Linked DNA regions of Sus scrofa: region 1 is linked to region 2. Evidence: chromatin contacts called from public Hi-C data. All regions are on one chromosome and are shown on one strand. The core of a region is the stretch at or near the end of the contact, and the rest is flanking DNA. Distances in the headings are between cores, read along the strand shown.

Region 1 (5,434 bases), core at 2,926-5,425, 100 kb before region 2:
AGAGAAATATCTTCTGTTTAACCAAAGGTAAATTGAACATTTAGGGCATAATCAGAGTTTTAGTAAATTTTTGAGTCTTTCAGAGAATGTCTGTAACTTCATAAATATTAATGAATTTCCAAAAAATATATCAAGTGCTTATAAATCCATGTACACTGCAGTGTAAAGATATCCCCAGAGAAGTAAAATGCATACAGTTATGTTGTAGTGTTTGTATGCCACATTTCTAAATCATGACATACTTTAGAGCACAGAAATGCTGTCGTACCGAAAGTGTTGTTCAAGTTCTTAATAACTTTGTTGACCATTTAAAATTTCATTACTTGTGTTTAATATCAGTGAATCTCAAATGGCTCTTGTGGTCATATTAGTTAAAAATAGGCTTTATTTACATAAATTACTTAATCTAAGACTACCCTGTTTTCCTTTAACTTTTAATTAATTCTAACTATTCATATATAAATTCTCTTTTCACAAGGAAAATATCAATTATTCAAGTAAATATAAACTCTAAAATCTTTAAGAATTAGATCTTTAAGTAAAGATAGAAAACACAAGACATCACAAACATAACTACAGTCATCATCTAGCATTGATCTGCCTACCAGGAAATTTGTCCCTTCCTGTGGTAAGAAACTTTATCCATTATAAATTAGTGCAGACTAATGATAGAGTGAAAATATATATCCCTTTAAAGTTCTGTTTTATTATGTGATTTTGGAAAATTCATCCCGCATGGAAATTAGCTTATGAACATTGTAATGTTCATTTTTAAAATTTTCAGCATTTCAATGGATATTTTCCACTTTTTCCTTTTTGGGGGTTGTCAGGTATCCATTTATTTTCTCTTCTAAAAAGGATGCTACATGTGACAAATAGAAAGCTAAATACAATTTTTACATTATCCTTTGTGATCAAAGGTATTTTTACATAAGTGAGTCACAGTACTGAATTATGTCAATGCCCCTAATCTCTCATTTGGGGAAGGAACTCCAGTCCAACCTGGCATCGTAAGTGCTTGGCTGCAGGGGACAGTGGATGGAATTACCGTGTTTGTTGGCTCCAGAACAACTTATCATATGTTTTTAAATCCTCTTTAGTGTAGAATATGCAGTGGGATTTAGTTTTTGTCTAAATGCAAATACCTGGCACTTTGATTAACTCAAGTCCTGGAAGACAGAAAATCTGGGAAGTTAGTTCTAAGAAAACATTTTAAATAAATTCCTTTGTTGTCATAGGCAAAGATCCGTACTGCACACAGGACTGTTGGACTTTTAGCCAATAAAATCAGGCTGAATAAGTCTGCAGGATATGGTAATTGTAATGAAGTTCCCATTGGGGAAGATGAAAGTTCATGGCCTCTATATCAAGCTTTCAGGCTGAGCACTGAGCACTTCACAACTCCAGGGGGCGCCATTCACACAGATTATGGTGTGAATGGACTTCCCTCTAGTTAGGCCATGATGAAGTCTCTTAGAAGCTAATTAGCAGAAAAACTAGAAGCAACCATGGACAATTTTCTTTGAATTACTTTTTTCTGCTTTGCCTTGAAATTTTCTCATGGCCATATACTTAAAACTTCAGTAAATCACATTTTAAAATACTTGCCAATTGAAAAGTTTAAAGATTCAAGAGGTAGTCGAACACTGGCCTGATGATAAGAAAATAGTTCTCTTTCCTGTCACTTAGTCACTTGGGGGTTTTTAACAAATCATTTAAACTTTCTGAGCCTCTATTCCCTGACTGACTGACAGGGTGAATTAGCTTATTTCTAAAATATTGTCTAGCTGCCTCCAATTGTACACTTTTAGAATTCTGGTGGGTGGAATTGTGGTGATTCAGGAAAAGAATGTTTTTATACTGCATCAAAGGGCAAAAATAATATAGCTTAATATTGCTTTTAATTTGAAAAATGCTATTCTCTACTTTGAGTAAATATTGGAGAAAACACATTTGAAAGTGTGGCACTTGCTTTAGGCAGAGTTTCTTAATATCTTGGGAATTTCAACCTGATGTTTAGATACAGGAAATGATGAAAACCATCCAGTTTACAAGGTAAGAAGATGTAAAACTCCACACATGCAAGCAACAAAATTATTCAGATTTTGATGTTAGTTGACTGTTTCCCTTATTGAACATTCAGCTTTTAAAATCAGTATTCTGATAAAGTGACATTGTATTATTAGGTTTTTATGGCAGTAGTAACTTAGCACTTATTTAATCCAGTCATCTGTGACATATATAAACCTATCTTATAAGAAAGAAAACCAAAATATAAAGGCAAAGAGGAAAGAACGTTGGAATTAGTATCCATCTTATAAAAAGAAGGAAACAAACACACATGCATAAAACTACACTTTGAAAAGCAGTATCCCTCAAGATTAAGGTATTATCTGTTCCTCTTGAATGAGTAAAAACTAACCATTTATTCATCTAGCTGTTCTTATTTATTCATTGCCAATTGTTGAAGTATTTGGCAACATTAGTATGACTGCCTTATTATTTTTTCCATCTGCATATTTGGTGCAGGGATTACTGTACCCTTGTAGTGACACAATGCCAAAACTATCTCACAGCATTGTCCCTCTGAGAAGTGTAGGAATGGCAGGTACCTGTAAAGTGTAATCAGTGCTCTTCAGATGATCTACATTCTATGCTGATCTAAATAAGTTATATATTACAGTAAAGTGCTACAATGACACTAGTATCAAACAGTAGTAAGACACATTTTTCTCTGAAAAATTCAGCAGCAGTGTGAGTCACATGATGATGAGGATGCTTGTCAGTCTTCAATCGAGTGAAATACTAGCAACTGGCATGATCTGGAAAATTTGTCTCCTCTGTGACTTCTCAAAAAATTTGTAGGAGCAATTATTAAAAATCCAGTTTCCCATAAAGTACATTTTTTTTATCTTTTTAAAAGTTGCACCTGAAAGTTTCATGAGCATTTAATTTGCTAATATCCATTTTTATTTCTTCAGGTTTCTCACGTCGGTAGGTGACCGCTCTTGTGCAAACACTTTGTAGAATTGACTTGTCCTTGAGGGAGAAGAAATATTCATTAATTAAGAGCCTAAATATTAAAACTAGACAATAACATACTGATAGTAAACCTTTTTTAGAATTCACTGACCTTTTTTGAGGCTGATACCCTGTAATCTGCCGAGGACTTAATTTTATTACTATTCCATTGTAGTATAACCTGTCTAATGATAAGGACTTTAAGCAACCCAATCAAGAATGTAACTATGAAGATGATGAAAAATATTCTCAAATAGCTCGGGCTAGAGAAACATTCTGTAAAGAAGCAAACAAATAAATGGGTTAAAAATTTGGAATGAATAAACCAAAGGATTCTAACAAGTAAATAATGTTCATTGTCTCTATTAATAGGATCATAGATATTGTGCAAATCTACGTTTTCAAAAAGAGGACTGCCATTACTGTTGATTCAAAAAGTAAACTAACTTTATTACACACTCATTAATAAAATATTTTCAACAGAAAACTCTCCTTTGGACAATAGCCACAGTTAAGGTATTCAATAAGATTATTTCTCTGCAGCTTGATTTCCTTAATTGTATTAACTGGGATATGTCCACATCCCTTTAACTAAGTATCATTTTATTTATGACAGAGAGAGGGATGGTTTTTGTGGTGTATACTGATCACTACACACTGATCACTACTGATCATTTCCACTTGATCACTAAGTGGAAAATAGGATTTAAAAAAATGTTTAACAGCTCTGTGTATTAGCATATATTTCTCTTGTTAGGCTTTCTCTTCATTTGTTGCACATCAGTAATGGAAAATAAACATCTGCAGAAGCTAAAATCTTTACTACTCTAATAGATGAATAAATGTTTCCTTTGAAACTGCAGTGCAAGTTTTCATTATTATTACACATAGCTTCTTCAGGAAGTGGGGGTGTACAGTTTGGGACAATAAAACCGAAATCTCTTTCCTCAGTGTTTGTCAATTTAGTTTTCACTTGTCTGTTGACCAAACCTATTCTATTTTGCTTTTAAAAATTCCACTGTATGTTTTTTCAAGAACAAATAATTACTAGCTGGAAAAGGAAATGCTGCATTAAGAGGAGGGGCATGCTAGGTCTCTGTTTCAGTCCTACGTCCTTGGCAAACTTGAGTTGGAAAGTTTACAGGCTCTGTGGCTGCCAGAGGTATTACCCTAGTCTAAGAGGAACCTGGTTGCGCAATGCACAAGTATTCCACAAAATTCACCACCTGCTCCACATTCATAAAATTACCTTCTGGCCTAAAGAAGCGTGTGTTTTCTGCCCATTCTCCAAACTTTGAGGACTTCACCTAAATGTCTAAAAGTTTTCTTGGGAAGTCTTTTGAGAAGGGACCTACTAAGGCTTAGAAGAGCAGTCACCCAATCAAGAGTGATTTCTGTTTGAATTCCGAGGGAGGACCAAGCATGTTCTTGAATAAGCCAAGAACTCAGTAACAAGGACAAGGGCTCTTCGCCAAGTGGGAAGACTTAGAGCCCAGTTTTCTCTTGGTTGTAATGATAAGGTTCCTTGAAGGAAAGGCTAAAGGGAATAGAAGCACTAAACACAAGTACAAGTCTCCCTTTGTTGCAGTCTTACAGAGAGAATCCAAGATGCCCTCTCTATTCAAAGGTGGTGTTCTTGGTGGTGCCTGGGTTCATGACATGCACGCCTTTCATTTCCCTTCAGTGACTTGTAACTGCTTAATCAGCTAAGAGGGCATGTGGCTTGATCTCACTTATTGGCTTCTTGCCTAGTAGAACCTTAGCCAGAAAGATCAAAAGAATACCCTTTAAGTGTGATCAAGTGGGTAGATAATAGAGGTAGCTAAAAAAAAAAGAAAAAAAAAAATGCAGTTCCCTCTCCTTGCACAGCAGTTGTGAAGGGGAGGAGAGATTCCCTAGCTAGTAATACATTTTACAAATATTTCTAATGAGTTAGGTTGGAGGACATTTTCAGGGTTCAAATCTGTATGCAGTCTTAAATTTTTAGCTTTGGAGGGCCAAACATTTAGCTCTGGCCATGACTCTTTTCTTAGTTTAGGTTAAGCAAGGTCTTTTCCTAAGGAGCATTAAGGGAATACTTTTTGTAACCATATTTAAGTCAGAGTAGGTTTGTTTACTTAACCTAATAAATGACATGTTGACAATAGGGCTCTATTTATTAGCAAAGGCATTTGGCTTTCGGGTGTGATTGCTTCAGCCCCAGCTGGCAGGGCTCTTTTCAGAGCCAAATTCAGTGAGCTAAGATTACTGTCACTGTGAGGGGAGAGGGAAACAAAACACTGGAGAGAGTTTATTATGTGCAATCTGTTTAAGACCTGGAATTATTCTTACCGGTTGGAGGAGAAACTAGATATACTAGCGGTAGTAAGAATGTTTTCACTGAATACATGATTTCAAGCTTCATTTCTAATTC
Region 2 (5,512 bases), core at 108-2,607:
ATAGCTAGATAAATGTTTTGAAACAAATATTAGGCAATTATGTATGCTAGCATGTTTCCATTATGTATAAGGGTATGACTTGATGGTTTTAATTAGCTTCAGGCAGAAACTTGATTTGTCAATTCAAAACTTAGGAGAACATTTTAGTCTGTGAAACAGTCACAACTCTCTTTTAACAGGAGAGGTCAGAGAAAAGGCTCTAATAGAATTTTAAGGGCTCAATGACCAAACACAGGTAAACATTTTCTAAAAAGTATAGTAACAATCACTGTACTGGCAGAAATATATATTTGGCCTATATTTAATGCTAATAAGAACCCATGCTAAATTCATAATTACTATTACTTACTGTATGTCTTAACTGCTTGCTAACCATCCAGTACTGCCACCTTAAATTTGCTCATAATTCAGAAGTGCCAAAACACCTTTTCATACACCATTTGACAAGCTTTTCTTTGTGATTTGTAAAATGAGGGTGATACAGTTTATAAAGAAGTATGCTCTCCAAATCAGGTAATTCTGACAAAAGTAGCTTGCCTGTACTGAAAGCTGTCAATCCTGGTCTAGGGTCTTGTCTTAGAGTTTTAGTCTCAGGGATGGATCTCACTGAGGGATCAATTAGCTAGGAATCTTTTTTTGAGCTGAAAAAAAAAAAACCGACTTAATGCAAGAATATTCCTCATATGTGTTTAATTCATTCAGGCTCCACTGTGGTAGAGGAAACTTGTATGCTGCCATCTTTTGCCATCTGCCATGCTTTTATGTCATGGACTCAAAAACAGAACCCTCAATCTCATTATACCAGTTTATCCTCAGCCTTGAATCCAATGCAAACTAGTGGTTAGTGGATCCACATGCTAGAAAGATGAGGAACATCTTCAAGGATGCTTTCAAGGAGGGAGGATGCCTTCAAAGATAGAGTGGAACCCCTAAATTAGCTTCTGTAAATACAACCCACCATCCTTCCAAACTTCCATTCTATTACTGCCTCCCTGAGCAACAATAGTATCTCCTCATTTAGTTATTGCTGTCATTCTAGGGCAGAAATGCTTGACACCTGGCCTCCCTCAGGCGGTCTGCAATGCAGGATGCTGCCACACTTCTGCACTTCTGAAGTTCTTAGGGCAGACAGAGGGTGTCACTGGCCCACATACCTGGCCAGGATACTTTTCATGACTGCCCAAGATCTTTGAGGAAGAGAGGAAAACAAAGGAAAACAAAACAACTTACCACTTTGGCCCAGTCCAAGAACAACTGAAAACACCCAGGCCGCCCGGAGGAATGGGGCAGGACATGGCCTGCAGTTTTGCAGGCAGACTAATGCGGCAGTAAAAAAAGCCAGGGCCGAGCGGCACATAATGCAAAGCAGCCCGCACCGCACCGCTCCCGCCGCCAGGCTGCTAACCGGATGCGCGATCGCGCCTCCGGGGCGCGAAGTGCCAAGTGTCGCTAGGACGTTTCCAGCAGGCCCAGCAGGCGGACCCAGCGGCTGGGAGAAAACGGTGCAGGTACGTCGGCCTGGGCACTGCTCGGCATCGCAGGGCCCCCACGGCCCTCCCAGCTTGGCACGGCGGGTCCCGCGATCTTAGGGAGAAGCACCTCCTTTGATGGCCAATGGCCCGGGGCGGCGTCGAAAGCAAAGGCTCTGCAGCCCGCTCTGGGACAAAGAAAAGAGCTTTTGTCTCTCTCTAGCCGACGGGGCTTCTGCTGCATAAATCAGCTTAGCGAAGAGCCAAACACAATCAAAGCCAAACAAAGCCCAAAGCTGGGGGGAAAAACCAGCCTAATGTACATTCACTGGGTGATGCTGCATCTGTGGGAGGGGACGCCAGCGAGGCCGAAAGGGAAAAAAAGACGATGGCGCATCAATCAGCTCGAGCTTCTTCCACAGGTGGGCAGGGAGGCCAACTTCATTTAGTAGCAGCTTTGCAGCCTCGTCAGCTGAGCAGCGGGCAAAGTAGTAGCGGCAGCGTTCTCGCTGGTGAGGGAGGAACTTGTGGTGGCAGCAGCTGCAGTTGGGGCGGCCCTGGAGCGCCCTAGAAGCCCTCGCCGGCACGGGTGGACACAGTGCGAAGCTTCGCAGCTCCCTGTTAGTCCGGGAATCGAGCACACGGCCCTGAGCGCCGGAGGGAAGGTTCGGCAGGGGTGCGGGAGCCTAGCTGCACCCGGCGGGACCTTCGTGCCCTCTTCCTTTTGGCCCCAGTGCGAGGCTCAGGCGTCCCGCAGTCCAGAGCCCGGACAGCTGGCTCGCTCTGGGGTGCACCCCGGGGAGGATGCGAAGGAGGCGAGCCTGGCGAAGGGTGGGGGAGGAGTGGTCCTGCCCTGGCCCGGGGCGGGCTGGGGGTTGCTCCTGAATTGCGGAGAACTAAGCGCTTTCGGGCCTCGAGTTGCTAGGAAACCGCCCCACGCTACAGAGCCTCTCGCTCCTGCCGCCCTCAGGCTCCGCCGAGGCTCCAGCAGCAGTAACAGCTCGGAGCAGCGTGGGCGGGACATTGGTGAGGCATGAAGTCACCGGGGCCCACACTCGCTCTTTGTTTTGCTCACTCCAGCTCTTTTTCTCCCGTTTGGCTCTGATAGCTGCCATTCCCATCGTTCACAAGAACTCCTGAAGCGTAGCCGCGCAACAGGAATCATACACCCTGTTCCCTTTAGCCCTCCTCCCCGAATCCCTGGACCCCAACACTCGCCTAGCAGGCGCGGAGACTCTCTCAGCGCTAGTGGCAGCTGAGCGCAATTTTTAGCCTCTGACCCCGACGCTACGCGCTCCTTTGTTGAGGGATCCTGCCTGGCAGCTGCCAAAGCCAGAGTGGATTCCAGGCGCCTCTCCCCGCCCCCAAAACCCTCTGTTCCGCTGGAGCGCACTGCCCACTTTGCTTGCAGAGTTAGGAGCTCACCCTTTGCCCTACCCCAAGACCGCCCGGCATCTGCCCAACCCTTGCAGAGCTGGCCAGTCCGCAGGGGCTATAGAAGAGTTGCAGTCGAAATTTCTCGAGGCTCCTTCTCTACTCGGAGCCTCAGCCCTAAGCTGGACAACCCCTCGTTCCAGGGTCTGGTGATCGCTCTGGGCTTTTGCTAGTCACGGAGGATCTTTTGACCTTAAGCGTCACCTTCCAAATAAACGGAACGAAGAAGTTACAAAGGCCAACGAAGCAGAAGAGAGAGGCTAAGGAAAGAAGGTGGGAGGGCCTTTCTGCCTGTTTACAACTCAGAAATTTAGGTACAAGCCAGGAGCCGGGTTATGCCGGGCAACTGTAGGGGAAGCCGCGCGCCTCCCTGGGTCCCGGTTACTACCACACTGGGCCGAGGGAGGGAACCCGTCCTGCCCGCCAACCCTTGAAAACAAGGGGCGATTTCCAATCTGAGACACGGGTTGATGGTTCTTTTTTTCCTCTAGGGGCAGGAGAGGTTCCCCGTGGTAAAGTCTGACCTCTTATTTTTCCATTAGCAGCCTGCCCGATCTCTTTCATAGAGCACTAGAGCACCGCCTCTTACAGGCATCAGAGCATTCCAGCCAGGTCAAGGTGAAATATGCGGGAGTTTCCCTCCTTCTTATTTGTTTAATAGTTTCCATCTCCATATTTGGAGTACAAAAACAAGTAGGAGGCTTTCTCGCTCTTTTGTTTTTTTTTTTTTCTTTCTGTTTTCTAATTGTTAACTGAGTGAATGGAAAGTACCTGGTTAATAAAACATGACATTAAAAACTCCCCCTTTTCAGGTGTGGACTGTACATTGAGGCCCACAAAATTAACTAAGCAAACCAGGAACCCAGTTGGAAAATTACAAGTGCCCTGGATCTACAAAGCCGGACCTTTTGAGGCACCAAATGAATGACCAAACCTATCAGACCCAAACTGATACTTGTAAACATAATCCCACTATTGGCAATGTACTCTAAACAGAATTAAATCCAGCTCAGCTTCATTTTTTATTTTTTCTCCTTTAGTTCTAAGTTTCAACAGCTATACTTTTGCTATCGGTAGTCTTGAAAGAAGGACCATGAAAAGTGATTGGAATGGGGATGAGGATTTGAAATTTGAACATAAGAGGAACATATTCAAGCTCTGATTACTGAGTCTTCAATTGGGCAGCATGTGTATTTTCCAGAGATTTTTTCACAGTCCTGAGGAATGCAGCCACCCTTGAGACAGTGCAATGCCACAATGAAGAAAAAAGGTCAATCCATAATCCTTATAAGGATATGTGTGTAAATGTACTCTACATTGTTAAGTGACTATTACATCAGAATTTCATGACATATTTTTAACTCATAACTCTTGATGTTGGAAATGTAAATGAAAATTACAATATTAAGGAATAAGTTTATACCAATAATAATGGAAGTAACTATGAAATTGATATGGTATACACAGATTTTTTTTAAAAACTCTATATTGTTAGATATCAGTGTACTTTATATACTAAGCCAAAATAACTGGAGAGCAAGAGAAATAAAACGAAGCTTGTAAATCTGTAAGCTTGTAAATTTTGAAGTCCTTTGAAAAGAAAGAATTCCATATTGTATTATACGAAGTTTATGCAGATATATATCAGGATGCCAATTTTATGGAGATGTTGAAGAATATGCTCTATTTATCATTACTTCCCAATATTAAAGAGGTTATAATTCTGGTTATCAAAATAAGACCGAATATCCCAGCTGTGAGACTGTGATCCTTGTAAGTTATTAACTAACAGGTTATCTGTACATTTGGGGCTGAAAAGATAAAATTGAATTCTCATGGAGTTCCCATCGTGATGCAGCGAAAACGAATCCGACTAGGAACCATGAGGTTTTGGGTTTGATCCCTGGCCTTGCTCGGTGGGTTAAGGATCCAGCATTGCTGTGAGCGGTGGTATAGATTGAAGACACAGCTCGGATCTGGTGTTGCTATGGCTGTGGGGTAGGCCGGCAGCTGCAGTTCCAATTCTATAGCTAGCCTAGGAACCTCCATATGCCACAAGGAGGCCCTAAAAAGCAAAAAAAAAAAAAAAAAAAAATCAAATTCTCATGAGTCTTGTAAATCGTCTATAAGATTTTCTTACAGTAAATATAACTAGTGACCCAGGAACAAAAAGTTTGCTTGTTTCCAATAAATGTCATTGGTTATCACAATTCATCCTTTTTCCTATATGAAAATATACAGGATATTGTGAAGAAATGTAGTAGTGTTCTTTTCATGTATCACTTGAAGAATTCTAGCAAAGAAAACAATGTTCCTAAAGATGATGACTTAATTTTTTTTTCTATCATGTTCTGCTGTATTGTTTTGAAATTTCTGACAGCTAATTTTTTATCATTTGTGGTAATGAGAGCAAATTAAATTCACCTATAGTCTAAAAATAACCTTTTAGCTATTCACTTCAAGCCTCCCATCATCAGATTCTTTTAGTTTCTAAAAAGTCATAAAATTAGATAAATTAATATTCTTCATGCTAACTCAGTTTCTAACTCAGGTTATGGTGAGAAATGAATAAGCTATAGATAGATAGCAAAAGAGAGACATCTGAGAGA

The links. A called contact is a pair of places that touch in the nucleus more often than the background predicts.
Region 1: a contact with region 2 is called in a Hi-C map of skeletal muscle, with 5 times the contacts expected there. The contact joins the enhancer-like site here to the promoter of ITGB8 in region 2. A contact is called at or near these places in 5 of 47 Hi-C or Micro-C datasets (fibroblasts, heart right ventricle, psoas muscle and 1 more) and 1 of 2 datasets of contacts at active chromatin or transcription factors (skeletal muscle).

Annotation. Positions count from the first base shown.
Region 1 is chr9:89,442,837-89,448,270 of Sscrofa11.1, reverse strand. It overlaps ITGB8 (integrin subunit beta 8), which reads right to left. Exons shown (of 14, transcript NM_001097424.1): 13 at 3,134-3,297; 14 at 2,917-3,039. The coding sequence ends at 2,917. Among named protein-coding and RNA genes, the nearest start is that of ITGB8, 100 kb to the right of the region's middle. Within about 2 kb of position 4,175, at least 11 of the 83 cell types and tissues checked have an H3K27ac peak or open chromatin away from gene starts, as enhancers often do. A contact at or near this core is called in skeletal muscle, where this site is marked.
Region 2 is chr9:89,338,093-89,343,604 of Sscrofa11.1, reverse strand. It overlaps ITGB8 (integrin subunit beta 8), which reads right to left and starts at 1,357. Exons shown (of 14, transcript NM_001097424.1): 1 at 1,231-1,357. The coding sequence starts at 1,357. It overlaps MACC1 (metastasis-associated in colon cancer protein 1), which reads left to right and starts at 1,424. Exons shown (of 9, transcript XM_021063417.1): 1 at 1,424-1,508.